Regions from separate parts of the Sus scrofa genome. Here region 1 is linked to region 2. A link is a contact called in public Hi-C data. All regions are on one chromosome and are shown on one strand. The core of a region is the stretch at or near the end of the contact, and the rest is flanking DNA. Distances in the headings are between cores, read along the strand shown. Region 1 has its middle 110 kb from the start of LCLAT1. Region 2 has its middle 110 kb from the start of CAPN13.

Region 1 (5,862 bases), core at 399-2,898, 280 kb after region 2:
TTTTTAAGGATCAGTAGGAGGCGTTCCCATCCTGGCTCAGTGAAAATGAATCTGACTAGCATCCATGAGGTGGCAGGTTCCATCCCTGGCCTCGCTCAGTGGGTTAAGGATCTGGCATTGCCATGAGCTGTGGTGTAGGTCGAAGACATGGCTCAGATCCTGCATTGCTGTGACTGTGGCATAGGAGGAAGGTGTAGCTCCGATTTGAACCCTAGCCTGGGAACTTCCATATGCCATGGGTGTGGAACTAAAAAGACAACAACAACAACAACAATAATAATAATAAAATCAGTAGGAGTCTGACAAGCAGAGAAGGTGGTACATTCCAGGCAGAGGGACCAGCTGAATAAAGGCCTGGAGTTGTATAAAGCATTCAAAGATGTACCAGATGGTATGATTTGAGCTATGATTTTTCCCTTCTAGTGTTCTGCCACTGCTTTTTATTAAACATCACAACCATGGCCTTTGATCCTAGGTTCTTGCTTTGCAGAATATGAGCCTTCAAACGAAAATGTGGATCTTGAGCCTGGGTGGAGTTTAGCAGGGTCCCCCAGGTTCCTTGCTCCGTCCACATCCCCACCCCTACCCCCTGTGGTTGTCTGAGCACCTGGAGTCTATTTGGCAGCTGCTCTGCTCCTGCCCTCTGTCCCTCCAATCCAAGAGCCCCTCCTGGGTGCAATGAATGGCTCCATCCTGCTGGACGGATGGGCCCTTGTTCCCTCTTGAAAACGTCCTTGCTCGACTGGTGGCTTCTTCACCCCAGCGCTGCCCTCCCTCTGGTGCACCCAGAGGACGATGCCAGGGAGGAAACAAGAGACCCATCCTATTCCCTCAGGAAGAGTCAGCCCATCTGGCTCCTTCAGCGGCTGCTTTGTTTGGCTTCTATTTGGATTGTGAACCCATTGTTTTGTGTGGAAGTGGGAAAACCAGGACTCGAAACAAGTACTCTTATAGGAGGAGTTTGGTGCTTAATGAATTATTCAGTGAGCAGGGCTAAACCCAAAGCGTTCTGGAAAGAAAGAAAATTTCGGCATGGATCCCTGAGACCCCCACTGCTGCCCAGATGAACAGTTAACCGAATGGTCCTCCCTGCTATTTGCTCCCTGATTCACTAAGCATAAGCCTGGTTTATTGTGTTTACAATTGCGCATCTTCAGAGCATAACTGATTCATTGCAATAAGAGTGCACTGGACAGTAGAGGCGTCTCTGAACAGGCTTTTCCCTAAAGCCGGAATAATCCCTGCACCAAAGATCCAGTCTGATGAACTAGTCAGTGTTCCCAAACCTCTTATGCTTGGGGGAGATCAGGACACGGAGACATCTGGTCTCGGGCAGCTTTGCCCAGGATAGAATATTGTTCTCCCCAGGGAGGATCTTGTTAGCAAATGAGGCTGGCGTGCCTGTCTGAGACGGAGGCTCCTCTCTGTGAGCCCTGGGTAGGGAGTCGGGGACTGGACCGGGGAGCCCTGGAACTAGGCTCCCTCCAAAACCCTGATAAAAAGAAACCTGGATTTAACCCTGACTTCTCCTTGAACCAGCTGATTAATTTTTTTTTTTTCTATCAACTTCAATTCCCTTGTCTCCAGCTCTCAGAGGCATGAATGCTCTGACTGTGCAGACAAGAAGCAGATGGGCGGTGGAAGGGTCAGTCTGTACGGGTAGGGGCGAGGAGAGGGGAGGGGAAGCAGGCCTGAATGTCATTACTTGAAGGGGTCAGGGGGGTCAGTGACAGTGGCAAGGAACAGATTTTTCCAGCCGCTTTCAGGCTGAGATTTGCACTGCATAATCTGAATGCTTTTATCTGTTTCTGAAAATAGACAGGAATTTTTTCCACAGGCTGCTCCAATCTGGCTGGGGAGACGTGAGGGAGGATGGCCGGGAGACAGTTGTATGTGGTCCAGTGAGTACGTTGTGTGACCCCTACCCCGCCACGGCCCCCCAAACAGCCCTTCTCCATATTGGTTCCCTGAGTCACGTTATCTTAATGTCCCTTGAAGTAGGGAGTCATAAATGCTGAGAATACTTTCCATTCCCAATTTTGCAAAGCTTCTGCTATATGGAACCATCACGTCTCACTATTCTTTAAATACATAGCATGAATGGCGTTTGGGAGGTCAGAAGTCCCTCTTCAGAGGGAATGGTCCCTTGAATCTTTACAGCATGATGTACATGGGAAACATAAACGAGACAGAAAGAAGAAAATGGTTTGATCAGAAATGATCGTTTACAATTGTTAGCAATGCCACAAATCATCTTCTCCACCTTGGTCCTGCATTGAGACTACAAAGAAGCATCACGCATTATCTACAAAGATCTTCTGGAAAGTTAACTCTGGATTAAATCAGACTTCATCTCGCAGCAGCTGGTCCCTCTCATCTCAGATCAAAAAGATTTTGAACTTTCTAAGTGAACTGCTGTCAAGCAAACAGCAGGGGAATCTCTAATATTATTTACATAGCATTTTCTTTTTCCAATTATGTATTGGTTTCTCCTCGTTACAAGCCTGTCTTATAAACAGGGAGACCAAGACACAGAAAAAGGCAACAATGTTTAGGGTCATGGAGAGAGTCAGAGGAGGAACTGGGAAGAAAACAAGAGCCTTTGAACCCACAGGTCACCGTATCTAGATACCTGCTCTATTTACTCCCACAATCCTTTGCAACTGCACTCACCCACCTGCTGAGACTGAACAGTTATCTGTGGTCAGCAGGCAGTGAGGCATGCCAATTTCATTGGTTTTTCAACCTGGAGAGTTTCTTGGGCCCAGAGAAAAGGAGTGCCACTCTTTGAGCCTAGAACTTATTTGCAAGCTTCCTCTAAGCCTTATTAAGCTTCGTAAACCTTATTGGGAATAGAAGCAAGAGGAGAGGGCCAGACTGTTCTGGAATACTGCCAATATCCTGTGTCTCTGGGACTCCTTTGCTGTCCTTATGACCAGGGAACCCTGTGGCCAACTCAGGTGTGTGAGGCAGAAAGAGGGCGAGCAGATACATAAATTCTTATGGTCACTACTGCAGTCTGAGGTCTCTTCTCTCAAAGGCTCTACCTAGCAACAGCAATTTGTGAGTCAGTTTCTTTCTTTTTTTTTTTTAAATGGAAGTTCCCAGGCTAGGGGTTGAATCAGAAGCGTAGCTGCCGGCCACAGCCACAGCAATGCAGGATCCCAGCTGCATCTGCGAGCTGCACCAGAGCTCACAGCAACACTGGATCCTTAATCCACTGAGCGAGGCCAGGGATCAAACCGACATCCTCACGGATACTAGTCAGATTCATTTGCGCTAAGCCACGAAGGGAACTCCGTGAGTCAATTTCTTAATGATGCAGTTCTTACAGCTCCATCTCCTTCTGAGCTGGGTCAAGTGGGCTGTTTCCTCTGTCAGCCCTGCAGAAACCCCACGCCTGGCACTGCAGTATCATGAAGCTTGCTGCAGCCATGGGAAGGTGGTTCCAGCCTGCTGCATGTATAACACTGCATGTCTCCCTGGTTTTGTTAGCCACCCAATCATCGAGGAGAAGAAAAAAGGGGAAGACAGAGAGATCAGAGGGAGAAGTCAGAGTTACCAGGGAGAGGGACTGGAGAGATGAGCAAACAGAGATGAACATAATTGGGAGGTAGGTGTTGGGGTTTGAAGGTATCAGGGCAAGTCAAAGAGAAAAGGGGGTGAGCTTTAGAGGAGGCCTTGGTGCACACACTAGCACCTCTGCCTCCCACTTCACAAAGCTCATGATGGAGCTGGACAAATGGCCTAACCCTCCCAGGGACTTTCAAGCTCAACCATACCTGGGGCTTCAAAGGTAAACAAAGCTGACGTTGGTCCTTGGAAAAGAAGTGGGCTGGCACCTGACTCATCTTACTCTGCTCCAAGCACCCAGCGCACACAGAAGCTTTCAGATGAGGTCATCAGAGCATCACTTGCAAAAGACTCCAATTTGGTGGCTTACGAGGCCAGATGCTTTAATTTATTTTTTTGTCTTTTTGCTTTTCTAGGGCTGCTTCCCGGGGCATATGGAGGTTCCTAGGCTAGGGGTCGAATCGGAGCTGTAGCTGCCAGCCTACGCCAGAGCCACAGCAACGCGGGATCCGAGCCACATCTGCGACCTACACCACAGCTCACAGCAATGCCGGATCCTTAACCCACTGAGCAAGGCCAGGGATCGAACTGGCAGCCTCATGGTTCCTAGTCTGATTCGTTAACCACTGCGCCATGACGGGAACTCTGAGGCCAGATGCTTTATCAACATTATTCCTGACTTTTCCCAGCACAGCTGCAAGTGGGTAGCACTGCAGTTCTTGCATAAAGATAAATAATTTTCTGGACAGGAAAAGTGAAGTGCAGGTCACAATGGAGCTGGGATGGGGGCACCTGGTTTCCCAGGCTGTGCTGCTACCTCCTCACCTGTCTGCCTATTTGTACAGGTGATCCTGACCATCCTGGAACACAGTCAAGTGCATTTTTCCTGCTAAATGACCAAGTGGATGGTACTTCTTCATGCTGACTCTTGAGAGGGAAAGATACAGGTATAAATAAATCAGTTGTCTTCCCCTTTATTCCTCCCCATCCAACCCCAGATCATGGTGCAAAGCAGATAATATGCCCCGACCCCCGCCTCCCCCATCTCCTGGGTGCTCTCAGGGGGACAGTGAGGGACTCCTGCATATGACCTACTGGTGGTTCTCTCAAGCCTTCACATGAGCTTTTCCTGCTTTCTTGGGAGGACACAGCAGCAGGGACTTGCCACGGTGGAAAATGCCTCGTCCAGGAGCCTTGGCTTGTGGGAAGCCATCCAATGGCTGTACAGGAAGTCATCTAAGCCCTCTATGCCAGTAAGAAGGTTCCAAACTGGCCAGAACCTCAGGGATAGCTGAGCTATTCATGGAAAGTGAATCAACTCTGAGGCCCTACAAGGCCCACGTGGTATAAATGACATTTCTGTGGACCACGCAACGCATCTGGAGAGTCTTGTGGAAAGAAAGAAGGGAAAGGCAGCCTCGTCCGAGGCTGTTCCTGTTAGTAAGGATCAGGATGGCCAGCTTATGCATCTCTTTTAGGGCCAAGAGCTCTGCAGAGGTAGAACTCGGGATGGCAGGGTATTTAAGATGAAAGGAGAGGAGCATTAAAACTGGGAACAAGACTGCCTGGGGCCACAGTCTGGGCCCAGTCTTGCCTCTGGGCTGAGTCCTGGGCTTCCCTTCCGCTGGAGGAGAGGGCCAGAAAGGGACGAAAAATGATGGGAAACCTCTTCTCTGTCCCTTGCAAAAAGGGGTCTCTCTCCATGCCCTGGTGAGACTTTGCATTTTAGAAAAATGGGGACTTAGTTGCTGATTGGAGCAGAATCTATCTCCTAGATACCAGCACACAGGGTCCAGATGCCCTGTTCTTTCTCTGGGCACTGAAGCCTTCGTGTTAGTCAGATGTTTTCAAGGCTGTGATAGCAAAGTCAAGGGCACCTCCGGGCTGCCAACATCCTGCTGCGTCTAGGACGCAGGCTGCTTTGCCCTCCACCTGGAGGGAGTTCCTGTGCATACACGAGAGGCAGGTCAGACCCCCACGGGGCTGGGCAGGGGTGCTTTCTGAACCTAGGGCCTTTCTTCTCCCTTAAGAATCCCCCTGAGATTACCTCCATGCTCACCTTCCCTCTCCACACTCACACAATGGGCCAGGCTCAGGGGTGCACTTTGGGAAGAAGGCGCCTGGCCACCCCTCCTCATTTTCCTGCGCACGCGCGTGCGCACAAACACACACACACACACACACACACACACACACACACACACACACACGCCTGCAAGATCTCCACTTGTGACTGACTCTATCACCCCGGCCTCCTTTCCTTCCACGGCAGGGCCCTTGGAGCCCCAG
Region 2 (5,037 bases), core at 1,424-3,923:
GGCATAAATGACTGTACAAATAGACTGTGCACATTAATTTCTTTTTTTTTTTTCTTTTTAGGACCACACCCATGGCATCTGGAAGTTCCCAGGCTAGGGGTCAAATCGGAGCTGCAGACACCAGCCTACGCCATAGCCACAGCCACAGCCACACCAGATCCGAGCCGTGTCTGTGACCTCTGCCACAGCTCACGGCAACGCCGGATCCCCAACTCACTGAGCGAGGCCAGGGATAGAACTTGCATCTTCATGGATCCTAGTCAGGTTCTCAACCTACTGAGCCACAGCGGGAACCCCTATGATGTACATTAAGGCTTTTGAAAAATATAAACATAACAAAGTAAAAGGCTAAAAATAAATTGAAATAGAAAACCAACATTTTGGTCCCGCATTGGAACAAATGAGCTGGTGGCATGCCTCCCTCTGGAGGTGATATAAACCACACTCAAATTCTGTTTTTCTTCTGTTTTCTTGAGTCTTGCTCGTTGGTGTGTCCAGTTCAGGGAGTACCTCTCCTTCCAGGCAGGGTCGGCCTCTTGCTTCCCCTCCTGGCTTATGAAGTTGTCTTATGCTCTGGATGGTGCAGAGGGCTTGGTACACAGCTGGTGCCTAAGTCGTTCAGTAAAGATTTTTCTGGGGTGTTTCTGCCGTGGCTCAGTGGTTAATGAACCCGACTAGTATCCGTGAGGACGCGGGTTCGATCCCTGGTCTCGCTCAGTGGGTTAAGGATGTGGCGTTGCCGTGAGCTGTGGAGTAGGTTGCAGATGCGGTTTGGATCCCCTGTTGCTGTAGGCCGGCAGCTGTAACTCCGATTCAACCACTAGCCTGGGAACCTCCACGTGCTACAGGTGCGGCCCTATAAAGACAACAGACAAAAAAATAAAGATGATTTTCTGAACACGTCCTTTGAGCCCAGCTTTGTGGCTGGTACTGGAGGTTCAAAGAGCAAGACACGGTCAGGCCCTCGTGGAGGGAGCTGTGCCGAGTGGCTGGTGTTTGAACTGGGCTTGGGGGTGGCTAAGCCATGCGAGGCCACGTGCAAAGGCCTGCAGAAGCCTGCCGTGTTTGGGTGTCACTGGGCAGTTCTGGCTGGAACTCAGGAAGGGACGGAAGGGAATGGTGAGAGAGAAGGTGGGCACTGGGCAGGCTGAGAAGGTTCTAGGTGGGGAAGGTGTGTGCGGAGCTTCACCTCTGTAGCTCTTCCCACCCCGGCCACACTCGGAGCACTCTTTGCTCCATGCAGCTTCAGCACAAGGGGACAAAAGGGACCAGAGAGCTGGGGAGGAGGCCCCCCAAACTGCGTAGGAACAGAGAGCTTCTCTTAGGCCTGCCCACTCTCCTGTGTGAAGGGAGCAGCAGGCCCAGGTCGAAGCCAGAGGGTCTGGAGGTCTGGGTTTTATTGGCCCACTGGCCCACCCCCACAGAGCCTCCGCTACCTGCTCTGTGAGCCCCCGCGTCTCCTGGCCCAAACAAGGGCCTTCGAGTGGCTTTCTTTTAGGACGTGCACCAGCTTCCCTCACGGCTCCACATGCAAGGCCCGCTTCAGGGCCTGTGTCACCACCCTCAGCCTCCAGGGAGGCCACAGCTCTGAACCCCTTTCCCACTCCCTGACTTGGGAGATGGGGAGCTGCTGCTCTTCCAGCTTAAGGCTCAGATCCTGGGCAACCTTCCAGAGCAGGGAGAGCTCTGGGCATGTCTGCTTGGGGTGAAGGAGCTTACAGGCTTTCATGAGAAAGAATCTCACAGGCCGGAGTTCCTGTCATGGCGCAGTGGAAACGAATCTGACTAGGAACCATGAAGTGGCGGGTTCGGTCCCTGGCCTCACTCAATGGGTTAAGAATCCAGCATTGCCTTGAGCTGTGGTGTAGGTTGCAGATGCTGCTCGGATCCCATGTTGCTGTGGCTGTGGCACAGGCAGGAGGCTACAGCTCAGATTGGACCCCTGGCTTGGGAACCTCCATATGCCGCAGGTGCAGCCCTAAAAAAAAAAAAAAAGAAAAGAAAAATAGACAAAAGACAAAAAAATAAAAGAATCTCACAGGCCAGGGAGGAGAGCCGGGAGGATGGGACCCCTGGAGCCAAGGCTGGGGGCTGCCCACAGGGAAAGAGACAGAAAGAGGGAGTCAAGGGCCCCACACCATCCTCCCTCCTGCACCGCATGAAGAACTCCTGTGCTCAGCCCTCTGCCCAGCAGAGTCTGAAGGAGCCTGAGAAAGCCGGAGAGAAGGCCCAGAGGGAGTGGCTGGGCTGCATCAGAATGGGGAGTTTGCCCCTGTCTTCAGAGACGTGGCAGGGCACAGATCTGCAGACATTTGCAGGTGACCCATGGCAGAGGGTTGGAGGAGGCGTCTCGTGTTGGAGAAATTTGAGGCAAGGGTCAAGATGAACCATATAAGCTTGGAAAACACAGGCTGGTCCCCTCAGGACTCGCCAACCCATAAAGCCCTGGGGCAAGGTCACCATCAGGAGCAGCCCTTTCCCCTGGACCAGCTCTGGGTGGTGCTGTGGCAGGGGTGGCGCACCTCCAGCGCCAAGGCGGGAAGATGCGTCAGTGCAGCACAGCAGGGGCAGACAAGCAGGGAGAGTCCCGCAGGTGGGGGAGCTACAGTCCATTTGTTTAGACCCTTGGTGGCAGGAGCTACTACACAGACCAGAGGGCTCGCTGAGCCCTTGAGGGTGAGGCCCGTGGAGAGGGGCGCAGGGCTGCTGGTGTTGGCTCTGGGCATACGGTCTAGGCTCTTCATCTGGGCACTGAGGGGGGGTGGGCTGCATGCCTTCTGGGGTCCCTTCTGGCTCTGACATCCTTGGCTCTGTCTGGGCTCATCCAGACCCAGCTCTGCCATTTGCCATCTTCCTGCCTGAGCTACGAGCCCACCAAACAGGGGGCTGCCCCAAAGGTGACTGGGCACCGCTATGGGGTTTCTGAAAAATTGTAAACACCTATCTATTCCGTCCTGAGAAGGAGGGGAGGCATGCTGAGCCCTGCTCTGAGCCCTGGTTTCCCCACCCCGCCCCTGGCGCGGGGAGAAAACCCCACCCTCTCCTCGGCTCCCTTGACCTCTGTGGCATTCTGTGAATGAGTCTGAACACCAGCCATCAGAGGGAGGAAAAGAAACCATTCGTCCCGAAATAGCTCTCTGTAGTCTGCCTAATCTCATGCTTTTGCAGCAGAGATGTTCTGTTCTTTCAACAGGGCAGAGTGAGCCACCTGATGGATGATTCTGGAGTCTCCTTCTTGAGGAGTGAGCTTGCAGCGTGCATATGGGGAAAGGCTGGGACGGGAGTGAGTGTCTGATCTTGGGGCAGAGGGTGAGGCCCATGGACCCAGAGCTGCAGGCCTCTTTTGCAGCTTTCCTTGGTAGAGAGACAGTTAAAGACAGTCTTGGGGCCAGGGGCAGCTGATCACAAGCTAGTGGGAAAAGATGCTGAGAAGCACGCCCCCTCGCTGGTTACCGGGAATGAGCACAGCATGGCCGAGCTGGGCCATTGTGCCAGCTGCTCCAGAAAAACATACCAACATTGGCATTAGGGATACGAATTTGGTTGGCAGATATGCACCATCCTGATGGATTTCCGTTAGGGGCTGCGGGGCCCACGGACAGAGTTCAAAGAATCTGAACACTTGAATGGGAAAAAATATGACATCTTTATTTTCACCAACCTTCAGCCAACATTTAACACTTCCTTCTATTACGGATGTAGGCAAGGGACCTCAGATGTTTTAGCAGCATCTGTGATTTGTCCCCAGTAGAAATCCCAGAAACTCTTTCTATCACAGGGCACTGGCTGCAGATATCCTCAATTACTGGGGAAGCTCATCTTGGCTGAGGAATTAGGGTGGTGGTTAGACCTGTCTCTAGATCTCATTAATGTGTTAACAAAGAAGCACTTGCCATACTCTATCATAGATGTGAGGTCTTAAAAAATATTTTGATAACTGTATTTCAGTGTGATTGGTTTCCTTTGTAGTCTCATGTCTTCTAATGCATTTGCAAATACTGCTCAGAGGAGGGGATAAGCTTCACCAGATTGCCTTAACAGAGAAGTTCACGGTCTGCTGGCCCCGAAGAACCTGGTGTCATCCTCCCCCTACAAAGGCAGTCTGGTGGGTGCAGGCCTGGGAGGACCCACGTGGTCCCATGACATTTGGGGGTGCAGGTCCCTGGGTCCAAATACAAAGTTTATCAGGAAGCCCAGCCCAGCCCATCAGATGAAGGTGGAGCTGCCCCGGCTGGATTTGGGAAAGGGGGTTTCTAGCAGCTGCCTGACCTCCCCCCCTTCACCCCACCCCATCAGATGCCCTGCCTCCCTCCCCGCTTCCCAGAAATCTCCAGGGAGAGCCCAGGTTTCCAGCGTGCATCTGCAAATCATCCACCCCATGTAAGGGCTCTCTGGGGACCAGAGGGGCCGTGCTACTGTGTCACCTTGTGGGCAGCATGACTTTTCATACTGCCCTGCCCGTGGGAAGTCCTGACCACGGGCAGGTCTTGGGGGCAGGTGGGGGTGTTATTTAAAAATGCAGTGTAAGGCGTTCCCATTGTGGCTCAGCAGGTTAAGAAACCAACTAGTATCCATGAGGATGTGGGTTCAATCCCTAGCCTCACCTAGTGGGTTAAGAATCCAGTGTTGCCACGTTGCTGTGGCTGTGGTGTAGGCCAGCAGCTGCAGCTCCAATTTGACCCATAGCCTGAACTTCTATATGACACAGGTGCAGCCCTAAAAAGGAAAAAAATATTACTAAAAATTCAAGGTAAGGTGTGTGAATAAAACGAGAGAGGTGGAGTTCCTGCCATGGTGCAGCGGAAACGAATCCAACTAGGAACCATGAGGTTGTGGGTTCGATCCCTGGCCTCCCTCAGTGGGTTAGGGATCCGGCATTGCCATGAGCTCTGGTCTAGGCTGCGGACCTGGCTCAGATCCTGCGTTGCTGTGGCTGTGGTGTAGGCTGGCAACTGTAGCTCCAATTCGACCCCTAGCCTGGGAATCTCTGTATGATGCGGGTGCAGCCCTAAAAAAAAAAAAAAAAAAGACAGAGAG

What was found. Hi-C and Micro-C count contacts between places; a contact is called where the count stands out from the background.
Region 1: a contact with region 2 is called in a Hi-C map of heart right ventricle, with 3 times the contacts expected there. The contact joins two enhancer-like sites. A contact is called at or near these places in 3 of 47 Hi-C or Micro-C datasets (fetal heart ventricle, heart right ventricle and skeletal muscle).

What each region holds. Positions count from the first base shown.
Region 1 is chr3:108,920,648-108,926,509 of Sscrofa11.1, forward strand. No RefSeq gene overlaps it. Among named protein-coding and RNA genes, the nearest start is that of LCLAT1, 110 kb to the left of the region's middle. Within about 2 kb of position 1,649, at least 29 of the 83 cell types and tissues checked have an H3K27ac peak or open chromatin away from gene starts, as enhancers often do.
Region 2 is chr3:108,640,663-108,645,699 of Sscrofa11.1, forward strand. No RefSeq gene overlaps it. Among named protein-coding and RNA genes, the nearest start is that of CAPN13, 110 kb to the left of the region's middle. Within about 2 kb of position 2,674, at least 4 of the 83 cell types and tissues checked have an H3K27ac peak or open chromatin away from gene starts, as enhancers often do.